Regions from separate parts of the Mus musculus genome. Here region 1 is linked to region 2. The links are chromatin contacts, called in public ChIA-PET maps. All regions are on one chromosome and are shown on one strand. The core of a region is the stretch at or near the end of the contact, and the rest is flanking DNA. Distances in the headings are between cores, read along the strand shown.

Region 1 (4,192 bases), core at 263-2,762, 190 kb after region 2:
CTGCGCCACAGGGAGACCATCGCAGAATCTCAAATAGTTCTGTTAGGTTTACCATTCTAGCAGAGATTTTAGAAGGCAGGTGATTTCTGAATCATCTAAAAAGGCATGCTGAAAATTATCCAGACTCCAAAGCATTCCTCCTAGTTGAATAGAAAATACTCCAGAAAAAAAAGAGCATTTTTGGTGACTTGTATGTTTGGTTATCATCTGTATGTTTACAAAGAGGTACTCTTTCCATGTTCTTGAGGAGGACAATGATGTTCAGAGAGGTTATATAAAATGTATAAATGCATTCAGTCACTGTGTAATCACACACAGCTTTCTATTGATCGTGTCTTTTTACTTTCTGAACAGCTATTACTAAGCTCAAGTGTCCTTTAAGACAATTCTGATAGTTGGTCCCATTTCAGACACCAGGTATATGCTTGTTTGAATACATTCAGTTAGTTACGGCTCCTCCTGAGGGAGGAAGGTTTCTTCAATAAGAAATAATTGAAGATTTGCTTTAAACTCCCTTTCTCTTATTGATTCTCACTTTGACAGTCATTACAGAACCTTCTGAGTCGCTGAACACTTGCTTGTAAGGTAGTGGTTGTGGAAGGACATGGCACCTCCTGGATACCTGTCCCTGTGCCTCCTATCTTCCTTTAGCTGTTTACTTATATCCTTTGGGATAGCTTTTCTAATAAGCCAGAAAATATTTTCAAAAAATATTCTAGTATGAAAACTTTTTAAAGTTTTCATTCTGTAGTCCTGGATGGTTGTTTCTATAGCCTGGAATGGCCTTGGACTCACCACAGTTCTCCTGTCCAAGCTTCCATATGCTGAGATTATAGATGTGTATCACCACACCTGGCTTGAAAGGTTAACTTTTAAAATAGACTTATGGCAGAAAAAAATTACTGGCCAATGTTTTTCCTTTAAATATTTAGAACAGGTCATTCTGTTTTCTAGAGCATGTCAAAGAAATATCCAAACCATTTTGTTATATACAAATTGTTTGAGGTCCCTGATATTATTGAGCTTGAGGCTCTGTGTAACTTCATCATATTCACCCTTTCTAGGAGTTGCATTCTTGTTGATGGATGCTAAGGAGTGTATGACATCGGCTGAGGAAATATTTGTAACCAAAATTGAGAAGTTTATTAACATTCACCAAAATAGTTTCTTGGTTCTATTTGCTCCACTCCATGGGCCTGAAGAATGGAGTCTCATGTTCAGGATACATCAGAGGTATGGAAGCAAAGCACAGCCAGTCTTTCTTAGTTTTGTTTACTTCAGTTCTTAATGCTTTTAGGCAGTCAAACTTTATAACCTGTTATATGTAACCCAACAGGGCAGACAGGTGTTCCTTAAGTCAGGGTGACCAGAGTTGGTGTTGACATGGGGCCTGCCTATTTTACATAAGCAAAACAAAGTGAGCTCTAAAACCTGGTTACATAGCCACCTCAAATCTTCTAAGGCACAAAGCAGGATGTGACTGAATGAACATGTGTACAGCAGAGCTCTGTCCCCTCCTCGTGCTGCCTGTGACAGCAAACAGCAGTCAGTCAGTTACGTAACCACTTTCTTTTCAGGTTCTTGGGCAGTAACTTACGAATACTTCCTGTACACAACACAGTAAACGCTCTTGACCTTATGTGCACTATAGCCAAGGTAAGCCACCTGGACAAAGGATACTCATACACAAATATGTACATCTTGGCCAGAGATTTTAAGGTTTTGATTTTAAATAAAGTTTTGAGATAATAGAGAATTTCCCCCCTCCATTTGCTTCTTAATGCCCCCCCCCCATGCTCTTTTAGATGTGGCCTCTTTTTGTTACGTGTGTGTTCCTAAATGCATACTATAACCTGTTCAGTCCCAGGCTGACCACTTAGAAGTGAATTACCAATTTGGGAGTTTTCCCTGGGGAAGACCTCTTCCCCTGATCTCAGCATTCCTGGGTTTCCTGTAGTTCTTGTCAGACCTGGGGCTTTTTACTTACATGTTATCATTCCTATTGCTGGTGACTTTTTGAGTCATGTTTAGCCATCTATGTTGAGACTTCATATGTATAGCTTCTGACATTTCTAGGAGACACAATCTCACAGCCAATGCCCTATTCTTGAATCAAAATCTTTCTGACCTCTTTTGCAATGATCACTGAGCCTTAGGTGTAGGAGTTGTGTTGTAGTTGTATCAGTTAAAACTAGTAGGACCCACAACCCTGCATTTTGATTGGTTGTGGTTTTCTGTAATGTTCTTTTCTATTTTGCAGAGACAAGTTTCCTTGATGAGGGGTGAGGACTATACTTACCTGTGGATATGACAAATATTTAAAGTGTAGTTAGGTATACTGCTGGTTTAGTAAAGTGGTGGTTGTATGTTTCCCTCCAAGATCCATGACATCACTAGTCCTGGGTAGTTTTCAGGGTTCCCAGTACAGGCATGATTTCCCTCTTGTTTAGCAGGTCTTAAATCTAATTAGAGACCTGTTCGTTCCTGCTAAGATATGCATGCCACTGCTGTACCCTTAGGGTTATCATGTCATGCTAGTCACTGTTGTGGTTCATAGACATACTGGGTAGGATTGTTGGTTCCTTCCCTCATTTGGAAGCTTGCACCGCCCCTTCTAGGGTCATAAAGGTAGTCTTCAGAAATAAGGACTTACCTTCCACCCGTGGGCAACCAAGAGCAATAGCAATAGCTTCTAATGTTTTGGGAGTCTCTTGGACAACTCTGACAACCAATGCAAAGGAGGGCTTCTCATGTCTAGTGTTGGGTTGTGTTAGATGGCCTATGGCTCTTCAATGACTGTCAGCCCCGGTGGGAAAACTTCATTAAAATTATAGATTTATATACCGACTTAAGTGCAATATAGGTATTTTAAGGTAGACTCTTTATGACTTTTTAAGATACTGTTATTGTTACTAAGGGCTTTTGTTTTTAAATATGTCTTCAAGTTGTGTACCCTCTTGAGGATTGTCAAGCTATCCACCTTCTACTCATTTCTTTCCTGAGCCTGACATCTTCGCAGTTTATTCCTGGTAACCTTGTGAACTGTTCCCCACCAGTTCAGTCTCTTCTCAGGTGGCTTCTCCTTGACAGTGTTCATAGACACGTCAACTTCCCTTCCTAAGTTTTGCACTTGGAAATCCTAGAGCATTTCTCATACTGCATTTTAGGGAGTTACAGTCTGAAATTCCTTGAAGACACAGTTCAGTTACTCTATCACTCTAATTCATACACAATGTTTTGGCACATCCATGTCGAGAGATGTTTGCTGAATTATCATTTGAGGCAGAATTTCATTCTGCAGCCCTGGGTGGCCTAAAATTCTCCATGTAGACAATACTGGCTTCAGTCAAACTCAGACATCCACATGCCTCTAACACCTAAGTTCTGGGATCAAAGGTGTGTGTCATCCTCCAGCAGAAAGAATTTTGCAAAATACAGTCCTACCAAAATACTCTTTCTATAAATAATGCTGTATGTTTACATCTTTTTTCAGACTACGTCCAAACCACACATAGACAGCATCTGCTACAGAATGATAACAACTAAAGCGTACATCATAGAGCAGAGCCCTGTCTGGAGAACACTTCAAAAGATAAAGTTGAGTAGTGACTCAGTTAGTGCAGACTCAGGAGAGTGATCACACTTTTTCAAATGGAGGATTAGTTAAACTTATTAACTTGTAATGTCCAAATGTAGATTTAAGGGCGTCTGTATTTAAAATAATATGTATACAATTAAACTTATTTTATTTGGGAAGCTTGGTTGAATGGTTCCTTTGATGTTTAGGAGTGCAGCTGCACAACACAGTGCTACCCTAGCATATACTGGACCTTTTAAACACTACAGGGAAAAAAAAAAGAGAAAATAATGGATGCATAGATAAAACTCATAGTTTTGTTTGTTTTGTTTTGTTTTAGAGACAGGGTTTGGTGTTTTTGTTTGCTTGTTTGTTTTTCTCATGTATAACAGCCCTGGCTGTCCTTAAGCTCACTTTGTAGATTAGGCCGACCTTGAACTCTCTACCTCTGCTGGGATTAGAGGTGTACACCACCATGCCTGTGTGTATATACATGATATATACATGTCCCACATGGGTACCAGCTGTCGTGGAGGCCAGAGGAGGGTGTTGCCTCCTCTGCATCTGAGTTGCAGTTGTAACCTCCACGTGGGTGCTGAGAACTGGAACTAGGTT
Region 2 (4,236 bases), core at 984-3,483:
TCTTCTGGTGTGGCTTAAAGACGGCTGCCCAGGTATCTCCATGTGTAATTGTTTGTTTGTTTGTTTGTTTGTTTGGTTTGGTTTTTCGAGACAGGGTTTCTCTGTATAGCCCTGGCTGTCCTGGAACTCACTTTGTAGACCAGGCTGGCCTCGAACTCAGAAATCCGCCTGCCTCTGCCTTCCAAGTGCTGGGATTAAAGATGTGAGCCACCACCTCCCAGCCATGTGTACTTTTAAAGGTGTTCTTGTTGCATTAAATCAGAAATGGAGAAAATCAAACCAGGTGGTGTATGCCTACAATCCCAGCACTCTGGAGGTGGGCAGGAGGATTTCAAGTTCCAAGGCAGTCTGGGCTACATAGTGCACTCCAGGCCAGCCTGGACATGGTGAAACTCTGTCTCAAAATAAACCAAAAAATGTGAACAGGTTAATTTTGCATTATAGGATGTTTTTGAACTACATTTTGCCAAGATTCCCGATGAACCTATTGAGAGTATGCATGCATGCCACCTTACAACAAACAGTGCACAAGCCCTCAGCAGAGAAAGCAGCAGCGAGGCCTCCTCGGGGGACGCCTCTTCTGAAGACTCTGAGGATGAACGAGTGCAGCATCTTGCCAAGCTTCAGGAGCAGGTGGCCGTATATGACGCAAGTGTTGATGGTTCCCAAGCGGCTAGTCAGTGGTGCACTGCTTGCAGAGTCACAGCTGTTATGTTTAGATCACCTAATGCCATCTATAGCTTTAGTTGCATCACCTAATGTCTATAGCTTTAGTTAGTTTTTGGCATATTTGCCATGTTCAAAATTTCCTACTCAAATATCTGTATACTATAGTTCTAGAGCCACTACCACCACATTTTATTCCTCTTCCTCCTCCTCTTCCTCCTCCTCCTCCTCTTTGAAATGGTCTCATGTACCCGGCTTGTCATAAACTTCTGCTCCTTCTGCCTCTGCCTTTCAAGTGCTGGGATTGTTGGTGTGCACCATGATGCCTGGGAATTATTTACAATTCTGCTATTTGCATTTATAGTCTGAGTAGTTGATTCTTACTGAAGTGATTTTTGGTATAATGTGGAATATTTTAGAATGAGATCACTTGCTACTTTCTGTGATAAAATAGTAACTTTTACTGAGGTCATATCTGAAGACTAGGGCTGGAGAGATGGCTCAGCAGTTATTGGCACTGGCTGGTCTTCCAGAGCACCTGAGTTCAGTTCTTAGCATGTGTACCAGGCTACTTACAACCACCTGTAAGATATATATATCTTTTGAAAGAAACTTTAATACTGAGAAATGTTGGGCTGTAGTGTTTTTATTACTATACTATGTTATACTATACAGTTTGTTTATTATTTATTTATTTATATACCCTTCAAAACACTGAAATTCCAAAATGAAGCAAAATCCTGAAGGAAGTAGAACATGACATGAATTTCACAAAGGGTGGCATGACTTTGGAGTACCATGTTTTTCTAGTATCTTTAGTGCTTTAGAGACATAAATGTTTAAAGGCTTTTATTTTTTCCTTTCCCAGCTTAATGCTGTTCATCAGCAGCTGCAAGTTCTGTCCCAAGTTCCATTACGTAAGCTGAAGAAAAAGAATGAGAAGTCCAAAAGGGCGCCAAAAAGGAAAAAGGTTAATAACAGAGATGAAAACCCAAGGAAAAAGCCTAAGCAAATGAAGCAAAAGGAGAAGGCCAAAATCAAGTAAGCATGTTCAGTGAGTGACTGCCCAGGAGGCAGGCTCAGTGAAGGACCACACAGTTAGCCTATGTGAGGGCCTGGATCAAGATGAACTGAATGCCTGTGTGATGTGGGTACATTGTATGAAATTCCCACACCAACAAAAATGTTTTAAAAATATGAAACCAATATATAATTTTGTTACAGTCAACCAAAGAAGAAGAAGCCGCTTTTGAAATCGGAAGAGGAAGACAATGCGAAGCCTATGAACTACGATGAGAAAAGGCAGCTGAGCTTGGACATAAACAAACTGCCTGGAGACAAGCTTGGTCGAATAGTTCACATAATACAGTCAAGGGAGCCTTCCCTGAGAAACTCCAACCCGGACGAGATCGAGATCGACTTTGAGACCCTGAAGGCATCCACACTTAGAGAACTGGAGAAGTATGTCCTGGCCTGTCTGAGGAAGAGGTCGCTGAAGCCCCAAGGTAGGCCAGGCCCAGCCCCATCCCTAGGTCCCGCCCCATCTTGCCTCTAGGCCACGCCCCACCTCCAGGCCCCTCCCCGCACTCACGGTTGCTCCTCCTCTCACAGCAAAGAAGGTTGTCAGGTCTAAGGAGGAGCTCCATTCTGAAAAAAAGCTGGAGCTGGAGAGGCGGTTGCTGGACGTCAACAATCAGCTGAATTGTAGGAAACGGCAAACGAAACGTCCAGCAAAAGGTAGGTGGCGGTTTCTCCGCGCCCACCCGTGAGCCATGACCGCTGTTAACGCTCCCTGTTTTGCAGTGGAGAAGCCGCCCCCGCCCCCGCCCCCGCCCCCGCCCCCGCCGCCTCCCCCGGAGCTGGCCAGTGGGTCTCGCCTGACCGACAGCAGCAGCAGCAGCGGCAGCGGCAGCGGCAGCAGCAGCAGCAGCAGCGGCAGCAGCAGCAGCAGCAGCTCCTCGGGGTCCGCGAGCAGCAGCAGCGACTCGAGCTCCTCCGACAGCAGCGATTCTGAACCAGGTTAGCTGGCTCGTAGGCACCGCTGCGGTGGTGGGGGTGGGGGTGGGGGGGTGGCCTTTCCTGTAGCGTCCGGAGAATGTGTAGAGGAGGACCTATGCTTTGGATGCCAACATCCTTAATAAAATCCTTACTCTTTCCATAAAAGAAGGAAAGGATGTGACTTGGGCCTGATGGGAGGTCTCCTAAGGAAATGTACGAGATTGAAAAACTGCGGGTGCTGCTTTCACTTCTTAATGAAAACATTATTTGGGAGGCCTCAGTGTGTTCCCATTGTACTTTGGGTCACTCCGATGTGAAGTGTGTCCTGTTTGGACACTGCTTTCTGAGTTGAACTGTCGCTTTGAATTAAGAAGCCACTCACCCCAAAATTTGTAGAGAGTTTTTTTTTTTTTTTAATTTATGTTTTTTAACTACATATTATTACCTATCATCTATAGAAAAAGATGGAAGTACCACATTTTCTTGTGCAGTTTGTCAGTTGTATTAAGCCAGGCCACTCATGTTTTCTATTACTAGTTGGACAGCTGCCATGTGATCACTGTCCACCCCACCAATGGTGTTCCATTTTAACCAAGCAGCAAATGCAGAACCCAGGGCGCTTTCTTCCCTAAAATGTGCTTTATTGTTAATGGGATGTTTCTTGTGAGGTTCAGTTCTTTTTAATTAAAAAGAACCTCACAGAAACTCCAGCGTAAAGAATTGCAGTTGACAGTCAGGGTCTGCTGGCTGGCAGCGATTCTGTTTTCCTTTGGTTTTGATTCATTTATTTTTTGTAGAGCTAGTCGCTGATTTGGTTTTCACATTTCTGAGTATATAGAGGGGAACAATTTTGTAAAATTTAAAAGAATTTTTACTTTGGTTAGAATTTGTTATTTTAATACATTACATTAAAACTCATTTTAGAGTTCTTATTACAAAGTATTTCTTATATTTGACTTTTAAGCATAAAACAATACTGGAAAAATCTAAGTTGCATTTAGTATTTTAAATTGTAATTAATTGTAATTTTATCTAATAAAGCATTTGTGGCCTAATAAGTTACAGCACCTTGTCTTTTATTTGTGGGATAAAACTATGACTATTAATTTGAATTATTTAACTTAAATATTCAATAAATGCTTTGAAAGTTAGAAAAAAATACTGCATAGAGTTTTTTGGTATAGCGCCTTAGTATTTAGAATTCCTTCTTTCCTTCCTCCCTCCCTCCCTCCCTCACTCCCTCCCTCCCTCCCTCTCTCCTTCCCTTCCTGTCTTTGCTTACTGTGTAGCCAGACTTCACTTTGTAGGCCAGAGTGGATTTGAACTCAGCAATCCTCCTGCTTCTGCCTCCCAGCAGGTGTGCTATACCACACAAAACTCTTGATATGATATTCTAGATATTACTTGATATGATATTCTAGTATATTACTTGAAGAGAAGAAAATGTTTATCATCATCTATATGTTCTTAAAATGGTACAGAAACTTGGTTTCTAACTTTAACAGAACAGCTCAAACTCAGAATTCTAATCCTAAAACATTGCTGAGTTTGTATCTGCTGATCAGCATTCAT

What was found. ChIA-PET counts read pairs in DNA pulled down with a chosen protein or histone mark.
Region 1: an RNA polymerase II ChIA-PET map of memory CD8 T cells shows a contact between it and region 2, with 13 read pairs. The contact joins two enhancer-like sites. A contact is called at or near these places in 1 of 39 promoter capture datasets (macrophages), 1 of 15 datasets of contacts at CTCF or cohesin (the NIH/3T3 cell line), 3 of 115 datasets of contacts at active chromatin or transcription factors (T-cell acute lymphoblastic leukemia, effector CD8 T cells and memory CD8 T cells) and 2 of 9 other capture datasets (adipose tissue and liver).

What each region holds. Positions count from the first base shown.
Region 1 is chr5:107,544,624-107,548,815 of GRCm38.p6, forward strand. It overlaps 1700028K03Rik (RIKEN cDNA 1700028K03 gene), which reads left to right. Exons shown (of 6, transcript NM_182745.3): 4 at 1,065-1,233; 5 at 1,578-1,656; 6 at 3,494-3,754. The coding sequence ends at 3,637. Among named protein-coding and RNA genes, the nearest start is that of 1700028K03Rik, 12 kb to the left of the region's middle. Within about 2 kb of position 1,513, at least 25 of the 459 cell types and tissues checked have an H3K27ac peak or open chromatin away from gene starts, as enhancers often do. A contact at or near this core is called in effector CD8 T cells and memory CD8 T cells, where this site is marked.
Region 2 is chr5:107,357,303-107,361,538 of GRCm38.p6, forward strand. Brdt (bromodomain, testis-specific) reads left to right here. Exons shown (of 19, transcript NM_054054.2): 9 at 445-633; 10 at 1,535-1,707; 11 at 1,891-2,171; 12 at 2,278-2,403; 13 at 2,470-2,685. Among named protein-coding and RNA genes, the nearest start is that of Brdt, 28 kb to the left of the region's middle. Within about 2 kb of position 2,234, at least 306 of the 459 cell types and tissues checked have an H3K27ac peak or open chromatin away from gene starts, as enhancers often do. A contact at or near this core is called in effector CD8 T cells and memory CD8 T cells, where this site is marked.